Regions from separate parts of the Mus musculus genome. Here region 2 is linked to region 1. The links are chromatin contacts, called in public HiChIP or PLAC-seq maps. All regions are on one chromosome and are shown on one strand. Each heading gives the region's core, a stretch centred on a gene start, on an enhancer-like site or on the middle of the called end of the contact. The rest is flanking DNA. Distances are from core to core; before and after follow the strand shown.

Region 1 (4,896 bases), core at 1,527-4,026:
AATTAATGAGTGGTCCCATGTTTCATCCTGTGCCATGGAAGGAAATCCTCAGGGTCTCACAGTGCTAAGATTCATGAAAAACGTTAAAGGTTGTCGGGCGTGGTGGTGCACGCCTTTAATCCCAGCACTCGGGAGGCAGAGGCAGGCGGATTTCTGAGTTCGAGCCCAGCCTGGTCTACAGAGTGAGTTCCAGGACAGCCAGGGCTACTTAGAGAAACCCTGTCTCAAAAAAAACCAAACAAACAAACAAACAAAAAAAAAAACCAAAAAACCAAAAAAATGTTAAAGGTTACAAAGCAATATTGAAAAAGGACTCTGTCCTGGGAGTTAGAAGGAAACTAGCAAGAGGGGGAAAATAGTTGAAAAACACTTTTTAAACCAGGAAGTAATGAGGTGGACATGGGGGCATAAGCCTTAAACTGCAGCGTCAGGTCTGAAACTTGAGACTTCCTGTCTCTGTCTGTGAAGTGCAGTGATTTCAGGTGTGTGCCACCACATCTGTCACCCATTCCACCATCCTCAAATGTTCTTCTGAACATAAGTTCTCATGAGAAGAGGACACATGAGCAGGTCTGTTTATTGTGTTTTCTTGGTAGGGATGCTGATTCTGGCTGGCTGGCCTCAGGTACATTCCCTGCCTTCCCTACTCAAGGGAAGGAGGGCGTGGCTCTTACATGTTCCCTTTTCTGTCCCCATCTTGAAATACTGGGAAAACTGACAGGAAGGAAGGCCAGAGCCATGATATCCCCTCCACCCCTTCCAATCCATTAGGTTTCTAGAATTGAATAATATTTTGGTTTCATTTTGATCCATATTTTAATTTATGAAAAGCAATACTGGTCTTTGATACCAAATTTCTTTTAAAGTAAAACTTGATCATTTCTTTCAGGCAGTGCACAAATTAGGCAAAAATTGTAGATGGTCCATGGATAACTAAAAGGTTAAGAACTGAGCTGAGGCTGGTGAGATGGCTCAGCGGTTAAGAGCATCGACTGCTCTTGCTAAGGTCCTGAGTTCAAGTCCCAGCAACCACATGGTGGCTCACAACCATCTGTAATGAGATCTGACGCCCTCTTCTGGAGTGTCTGAAGACAGCTACAGTGTACTTACATATAATAAATAAACAAATATTTAAAAAAAAAAAAAGAACTGAGCTGAGTGGTGATGGAGCACACCATTAATCCCAGCATTTGGAAGGTCGAGGCCAGCCTGGTCTACAGAGAGAGTTCCATGACAGCCAGGGCTACACTGAGAAACCCTATCGCAAAAAACAAAAGAAACAATAAATAAGAAAGAAATGAGTGTAAGTAAGTCAGAGTTTTGAAGCTGGACAATGGCGTTGCACACCTTTAGTCCCAGCACTAAAAAGGCAGAGACAGATATCTATGAGTTCAAAACCAGCCTGGGCCTGGTTCACTGAGCAAGTTCCAGGACAGCCAGGGCCACACAGAGAAACCCTGTCTTAGAAAAACAATAACATGCACAGAGTTTTGCAATCCAGTCAGTGGCAGTGGGACTGGGTTCAGTCTGTGATGACTTACTAAGAAGGTGGCATAAGGTCAGTAAGATGGCTCAGTGGCTAAAGGCGCTTGGTGCCAGATGTGACAACATGACTTCAATCCCAGGACCCTCAAGCTGGAAGGAAATAACCATTTACATGTGGCCCTTTGATCTCCGTATGGATGTATCTGTTTGGTGCAGCATGCACACATGCATAAACACATACACCAAAATAAGATAACAGAAATATGACGCAGTGCATGAGGGCTCAGTGGTAGAGCATTTGCCAGGCATACATAAGACATTAAACAAAACTTGTAGCACTGCTTAATAAACAACCTCTCTGGTCCCCATCGCCACCACAAGACTACCAAGAAAGTATTAATATAAAGTAGGGTGGTGTATATCTCTGATATCAACCAGCACTTGGGAAGCAGAGGCAGGTCTATCTCGTTTTTTGGCCAGCCTGGTGAGGTCCAGACCAGCCAAAGTTACATACTGAGATACTGTCTCTAAAACAAAAATATGTATCAGATAATGTACAAGAATTTTTATTAGTTCTGTTATATTGGTGGCATTTTGGCATTAATTGAAAAGATAATACGATTACTTGTTATGTTGATTACACAATTAAGTCTTCAAGGGTGAAGGTATACTGATATTCATATATTTATATAATTTACTATATGATGTAAGCAAATATGGAAAAACACTTAGCGGTCACTCCTAGGTGCGATGGACTGCACGCCTGTACCTTTGGGAACCCACATACTGAAACTATAGGATAGCAGTAGCAAGTCGGGAATGAAGCATTTATGTCATGGAGAGTTCTTCTCTCCATGAAAAAACTCGGCGACAATCTTGCCGGTGGGTACAACTATTACCTCTACTTTACCAGTAGTGGCCAAGCCCATGTCACTATTAAGCGGAGCAACTTGAGTTCCTCGTCTTGACCGACCGACCCCACCAGGGAAGTCTAAATGTAAAACCTCAGTGCTCAGCCTAGCGATTGTAAGCGATCAGTGAGTGCTTGTCTGCGACCACTTCTCGTGGAGCTGGAGGGCTTCGCGCCGAGCTGGGGAAGACTGCGCCGGAGAGGGCTCCAAGCCGAGGGAGGGGTCGCGGCCAGCCTGAGTCACTTACCTCGTCGCGGCATTGCTTTTGGCACATCTGGCAGTACCAGCGAAGCTTCTGGAGCCCTTTGGACTTAATTCTATTGGCGATGGCCTTGGGGCTCAGAAAATCCGACTTGCCCATGGCGACCCTGAGCGCTACAACTACAAAGCGGTCGGAAGCGGAACTGGCTCAGCGCGGGGACAGGCGGGACCGAAATTGACAGCAGGAAATGGGTGGGGCCAGGGAACTCGCGGCTTCGGCGCTCACGAGATTTAGCGAGACCGAGGACGCAGGCGGAGCGGGCCGGGGCGCCTGAGCTCCCGCGCACGCGCACTGAGTCCCGTCTGCCCGACCTTCAAGGCTCCACCATGTTCTCGCGGGCGAGCGTTGTCGGGCTGTCGGCCTGCGCCGTGCAGCCGCAATGGTAGGACCACATCGGGAGGGATGCGGGGGCTCGGGCTTGCTGCGAGGCAGGAGGGATGGAGCTGCATGCTCACTCCTGGCGGAAGAAGGCCCCAGCTCAGGCCGCGGGGATGTCTGCAGAGCTGGAAGGTTGCGTGCCGGACCCCTGGTAGGGGTCAAAGAGAACAAGGTCACGGTCTGATCCCCTGAGACTGGAACGGCCATCCGGGACCTCGGGACCCGGACGGGATTCGGGTTGAGCTTTGGAGCCATCTGGGTTTCGATCAACTCCGTACTTCCGCTCCGTACCCGGGAGCACAGCTTGCAAAGTCTTTAGAAAGGCCCTGAAGGTGAAGGGGCGACCGGGGAACGTTTGGTTGTAACTTTTGGCTTTGAAGCCCTGTGAAACACTGCACGGGGGAGCAGCGTGACCCTTTAAGGTGTGATGGCTTGCTTGAGCTCTTTGGTAAGGCATTCACTGTGTAGCCATCCGACTCTTTGCTGGGTACTGGAGAAACGAAGGAACTCAAAATCAGCCCCCGCCTGAACCTGCTGGTCGCCTTGGTGCTAAAGGGGTTTAAAAAAATCTGCCGATGAGGAAGAGAAAGACATTGCCATTGTCATCATGCCCTCGTGTTGAAGTACAATCTCTGCAAGGTCATAAAACTGTCCCAAGGTCCCTCGGTAGGAGGAGGAGGCCTTAATACAGTTACATTTGTTAGCCTCCATTTGATAAAGGGATACCATAAGGTTGGGCGACTTTAAATACTAATCCTCTGTGCAAAATAAAATAGTTGTATATTAGAATGCCCAGGGAAGGTCAGGTAAAACGTGACTTATGGGTGACGTTGTATAATAACATGAACTACTTTGAAGCTAGACTGCTAGAAGAACTGGTGCTAAGGAGATTGTTAACTGTGGACAGTGTTTTAGTGGTTCCTTGTTTTTATGGTACAGAGGATTATTAAGGCGCTCCAGCACTGAACTAGGGTTTTGTAACCTAGGTTAGAGAACTGCCAAGAACTAGTTGAAATAGTTCTTTCATTAAGCAAAGAATTTGTAGCAATATGCTAAGACTCCAAAGTAGTGAGGCAATTAAATACGATAGATATGAACTATGTATTGGAAGAATGTTGGTGGTGCACACCTTTGATCTCAGCAACTCAGGATGCAGAGGCAGGTGGGTGTCTGAGTTCTGGGCCAGCCTAGTCTGCAAAAGGAGTTCCAGAGAATGTGTGTGTGTGTGTGTGTGTGTGTGTGTGTGTGTGTTCGTTCAGATGTTGTTAGATTAACCTTGGAAGTCAGCTTGAGTTACTTATATGGAGGTCAATAACAGTTGCATTCTCAGTTGTGTCTCCTTCAGCCAGTAGATATTTGTGGAGTGCCTGCCCTGCACCAGTTGGCACTTCTTAGGTGATAAGATGTGAAGGGTCTTTGTTGGCATCCAGTGGTCCTCAGCAAACATCAGCTGTCTCCCGTGTTTGTGTATACAATGTGTGAAAAGACTATTCTTTTGTCAAGTGTAGTGAGGCCACTGTCAGAATTTGATACGCTTCCAATGTTTTCTTGAGAGTTAGCTAGGTATTAGCTGGTTAGGTGTTCACTAGTTAGCTAGTTGGGTGTTTTCCTTAACTCTACACTATGTAGCATCACACACTCCCAGCATTCCTTCCAGACTGCTGATTCGTTCATAGGCATCAAGTCTAACTCCTTCCTCTACCGACTTGAAGTCTTCAAATAACACTGTATGATCAAAGAAGATGCTGATACTTTCTCACAGTCCACTTGCTTCTCCATCAGCATGGTGGGTAGGGCAGGTTTCTGTACCAGCCTCCAGAGGATGAGTCGGGACATGGTGCAGTAGCTTCTCAGAGTGGA
Region 2 (4,896 bases), core at 674-3,173, 180 kb before region 1:
CCAGGTCACGCGGGGGAAAGTGAGTCACAAGGGTGACAGGCATGTCATAGGGAAGTTTTCTTTATGGTTAGTCTGGGAAAGTCTGGCAGCCATAATCACAGCCACAAATGACAAGGTCTGCCGCATCTTACACAGAGGTCTGTGTGCTTCCCATGCAGGTCCTATTGTGCTACTGAAAGCCTGGTGGGTGGGGCCAGGAAAGCTGCCTTCTGCCAAATGTTCCCCCACCAACCTCGAATTTTCTGTCCAGGGCGCTAAAGTTTCCGGCTGTATCAGAGGGGCTGTAAAATGCTCCCGGGTTTATCGGAGTTCATCAGACTGTCGAACAGCAGGCGCCGGGCTGCCAGCATCCCCTCATCTTGAATTTCAACCCGTTTTCTCTGCTTAACACCTCCCAGACCTCCCTTTCTGCCCCCACATAATAAACTCCATTCTTCACCAGCAGGCTGGGCAAGGACAGCAGCCTGGGATCTACACTGTGGGGATAGGGTTTGGCTCTACTTAACCTGCTGAGTTTTTTTCTTCCCTTTCCTCCCCTCCTCCCCAGCTCATTTAGCTGTAATCCTAGTAGACCCCAGGCAAAGAGGGGCAGCAACAGCATTTGCCTCTGGGAAAAATTACCTCACAGGGCCAGGTGCTGATAGCCCAGTGCTGCTTCACACTGGCTGTGTGGCCATCAGTGGCTTACTAGGGGTAGCTTGCACCTTGACCCAGAAAGACTAGACTTGCCTCCCCTGACCTCACAAGGAGGTCTTTGGAACAGAGGTGGCCTAAATGCTAAAGTGCTGTGGAGGAAGGTAGGTTTAAAAGAAACAAACCCCAAAACAGTCATAGGTTTTATGCTTGAAGGAGGCGTTCACTGAGAGGTAGGGAGGGTTTTTCTGAGGACCTGTGCTGGGTGTATTAGGCTTAAAACAGGACAGGGACCCAAGTCTGACAGCGAAGTCTGGTCGTCTGCAGAACATAGCAGCAAAGAACTATCTGCTATGGAGAGCTTCGTTAGGATGCCTAAGTTAAGACATCCTTGACCTGGAAGCCAGCTTGCTATTGTTTATATTTCAGGTCCCTTGACTTCATCTTTCCCACTGTGTGAGGAGCACGGATGTACAGGGATAACACTGTGTGCGGCTGTGTGAGGGGCCAGAGGTTGATATCACAGGGGTCTCACTAATTCAGCTAACCCGGCTGGCCAGCCCAGCCTCGTGCTTCCTGGTATTTACATTGGACCTGCGGACGTAAACCCTGGTCCACATTGTTGTGAGGCAGGTGTTTATCCACTGAGCTCACCTCACTGACTCTCTTCAGCCCCGTCTTTCTTTTTTTTTTTTTTTTTTTTTTTTTTTTTTTTTGGTTTTTCGAGTCAGGGTTTCTCTGTGTAGCCCTGGCTGTCCTGGAACTCACTCTGTAGACCAGGCTGGCCTCGAACTCAGAAATCCACCTGCCTCTGCCTCCTGAGTGCTGGGATTGAAGATGTGCGCCACGCATGCCTTCTTTCTACTTTTTTTGAGACAGGCTATGTAGTCCTGGCTGTCCTGAAACTTGCTATAGACACCAGTTTGGCCTCGAACTTGCAAAGATCCTCCTGTCTCTGCTTCCCAAGTGCTGGGATTAAAGGTATGTGCCACCATGTCTGGCCCAGGATACTCATTCAGCAGTCTTTCTCAACTCTTTCTCTCCAGCCATTGGGAACGTACCTCATTTGCATATGACCCATCCCCCTTCTCATCCCATTCTCTCCAGCCACTGGGAGCATAGTTCATTTGCAAAACTCCTGGAGACTTGCTTACCTCTTTGCAAAAACTAGGGCAAGGCTCATCCCAAGACCCAGCTGCCGAGTGGCTGACAGTAAGGAAGGAAGCTGCTCTCACTTCTTCTCAGCCTGACGCCCTCTCTGCCTGGTGCTGCCCAAGGTTCTCATTAATCATGTCAATAGCTGCATTGTCTACGCTTCTCACAGGAAGACAAGTGACACTTCCAAAGCCACTCAATATGCATATGAGTCTGTCTCGCTATTTCTGCCCAGCTACCTCTTGCTCTGCTCTCCACAGCCCCCTTCACAGCTCCTGGGTGTGTTTCTGGGTGCTTCTTTCTCACAATGATTTGCTCCCAAAATCTGCAGACTGAAAGATGTGTCTTGGTATGCCTGAGGAAAAGCAAGAACAATGAACTTCCAACACTTCTGCAGGAACTAGTATCTAGGTCTCCTGGGATCTAAGGATTTAAATTGAGAAAATGTCAGTCAGCCATGGGTCCAGCAGAAAAGCCTAGCTGCTAGGTTGAGGCTTTGCTCTCTCTCCCCATGCTCCATATTGCTGGTCCTTTCTAGACACTCTTTTCATCCAGTAGCAAACACTTGGAAGACAGTGGCCATCCTAATGACTCCTTGTGAAGTTTACCTATCAGACCTCACACTGTATGCTGCACCAATCCGCTGGCAAAACCAAAGGCCAACTACAGTGATCAGCTACAGGCTGCGAGCATATAAACACACACCTCCTGCCACCTCCCCCATTCCCCCAGCCCCGTTATATGTCTGAAGTGTACAGGCAGAAGCTTGGTGTCCCAGGGACCCAGGGAGGCCACAGGTGAAGCTCCCCATTCATTTTCATTTGCCCCCCAAAAGAGAAGCTCACAGCAGTCAGGCCAGCCATATCCAAGAAACTGGGCCTGAGACAAGGGAAGGTTTTCATTCTCTCTGAAATTTTGCTTCTTCCAAGCAATTTATTTCCCTTTTCCTTTATGGTGTTTTTTGAACAACCTGTAACATCCTAGGGTGTTGTTCACCTCCAAAGCAGTTCAGTAAGATCTAGATTGGTGATTGTCAACTTCAGGTGGAGGCCCTTTGGTAACTTCTACCCCCAATATCAAAAATCACAGTTATGAAGTAGCAATGATACTAACTTTATGGCTAGGGGTCAGTACAACGTAAGGAATTGTATTAGAGGGTCGCAGCATTAGGAAGGTTGAGAACCACTGTTCTAGATGAAATAGCATTTCTTCTTTGCCTAAGGGTACAAACAATTCCTGCTCCCTGCCTTAACCTCTTACTTAACCCCCTATTTCTTTGAAGCTCTGTAAATCTGACTGCTGTCTGTGACCCTAACAAAATAAATTTATCTCTGGGCTGCACAGAAAGACTGGCTGACACCCTCCCTTTGCTCTGTGCTCCTGACATTCCTTCTGAATGCGTATGAGGAAACACGTCCGTTTTGAGGAAGTGTTTGTGCTGGGGGTAAATTGCTTGAACAGAGTAGAAGGCTAATGTCATTGGACTATGTATAAGCTTTCCGGTTATGTTCACTTCAACAGCGTAGTTCTCACTGAGGGATGCCATAGTGTCCCAATTAGGCAGATGAAGAATTCAAAGGAGAAGGCATTGCTTACAAGTTCTAGAACATTCAGCTTCTAGAATATTCCTGGGCTTCGAGTATTTTTCTAAATACACATCACTTTGTGTGTGTGTTGATTGTGTGTATACATTTGCATATGTATGGACATAGAGGTTAGAGGTCAATCTTGAATGCCTATCTCATCCTCCCACCTCCCCCCATGCCCCCCCACCTCCTCCCCACCTCCCATTCCAACCCCCTCACCCCCAGTTTTTGGAGACAAGGTCTCGGTTTCATCCGCAGCTTGCTCACTACGCTCATCTTTTTAAAGACAATTCTGGGGACTGAACTCAGGTCTTGCCAAACACCAACTAAACCATCTCCATGGCTAGACACCTCACTTTTGAACTGAATTTTGAGCTGGTTTTACCTGTCTGTGGAAAGGGTTGTTTCTCTTGTAGCTTTCCATATGAACCTACAGCGTAGAAGCCAGACTGCATGGTTTGAGTACTTATTTATTTATTTATGTATTTATTTATTTATTTAGGACTTTTTTTTTAAGAGCTCATCTTAATGCCTGAAATACCACAGAAATGAGGGTGGGCTTCCAGTTGGAAACCTTAACAGGACGAACAGGTATAAGCCTGCCGTTCAGGCCTTCATTTACATTGAACTATTCTGAATACTGTATTTTCTGCATTGCTTTTGTAAGTCTGAAACAGAGTTTATTTCGAAAATCGTATTACAATGAATTTTACGCTCACAGTTTGATGAAGTTACTTTGTGGTCATGTCAATGAGTTTGTGGAGTACGGTGTTCAACTTCCATCATCAGAAATCCCCAGGAAGCTGTTGGACCCTGGGTCTGCTCTCGCACAAACACAGCTATTGTTTGGGGAAAACAATATGATCAGGAAGAGGGGCACCAAGAGCGAGAGACAGCAAAAGCTAGCGCCGCAGGCAAAGCCTCAAGGAAATCTGATACCTGGTAAGCTAATTAAAAGATAAAATTTTAGAAAATTAAAAAAATAATAAGATGATACAATTAGTTGAGAAACTCAGCTCCCTACGAAATGTACCCAGCTCATGAATATGCATGTCTATCTTTATGGCAGCCTGAAAAACAGCAAAGGAGAAACGCTGGAGTTTTTCCTTCCTTTTGGCTCAGGTTCCCAGATCCAAGGCCCCATGCAGCTATGGACACTTTGAAGGAGAGTTTGCTTTAGTTCCTGGGTTTGAGATAAAGTCAGAGTAACCTCTGGGGACAGAGGTGAATTCTAGAGCCCTCATTGCAGAGACAAAGAGTAGGCACTGAGGAGATCTGGTGTGGAGTACCAGGAGGAGCCCCAGGGCAACTGCACAGTCAATAGGAGGAAAGAAATTCATCAAAGGAGACTAGGAAAGATTTCAGAAATACTGGAATAAAGAAGGGACCCTGCATCACAGAAAAAAAAAGAGGTCCAAAATCCTGCTAAGGGGGCTAGAGCTGGAGTTGGACACGGGAATCTCTGTGGTATCAGAGATTTGGATCCATTAAGTGATGCAAACCATGGGTAGGAAGTGGGGAA

What was found. HiChIP or PLAC-seq counts read pairs in DNA pulled down with a chosen protein or histone mark.
Region 2: an H3K4me3 HiChIP or PLAC-seq map of embryonic stem cells shows a contact between it and region 1, with 27 read pairs. The contact joins the enhancer-like site here to the promoter of Kin in region 1. A contact is called at or near these places in 3 of 39 promoter capture datasets (embryonic stem cells and liver), 1 of 15 datasets of contacts at CTCF or cohesin (the NIH/3T3 cell line), 3 of 484 Hi-C or Micro-C datasets (embryonic fibroblasts, neurons and trophectoderm), 19 of 115 datasets of contacts at active chromatin or transcription factors (VIP interneurons, craniofacial prominence, embryonic basal ganglia and 9 more) and 2 of 9 other capture datasets (adipose tissue and liver).

What each region holds. Positions count from the first base shown.
Region 1 is chr2:10,078,492-10,083,387 of GRCm38.p6, reverse strand. Kin (Kin17 DNA and RNA binding protein) reads right to left here and starts at 2,776. Exons shown (of 5, transcript NM_025280.2): 1 at 2,644-2,776. The coding sequence starts at 2,757. It overlaps Atp5c1 (ATP synthase, H+ transporting, mitochondrial F1 complex, gamma polypeptide 1), which reads left to right and starts at 2,878. Exons shown (of 10, transcript NM_020615.4): 1 at 2,878-3,040. The coding sequence starts at 2,985.
Region 2 is chr2:10,259,853-10,264,748 of GRCm38.p6, reverse strand. No RefSeq gene overlaps it. Among named protein-coding and RNA genes, the nearest start is that of Gm31496, 45 kb to the left of the region's middle. Within about 2 kb of position 1,923, at least 35 of the 459 cell types and tissues checked have an H3K27ac peak or open chromatin away from gene starts, as enhancers often do. A contact at or near this core is called in embryonic stem cells, oligodendrocyte precursor cells and trophoblast stem cells, where this site is marked.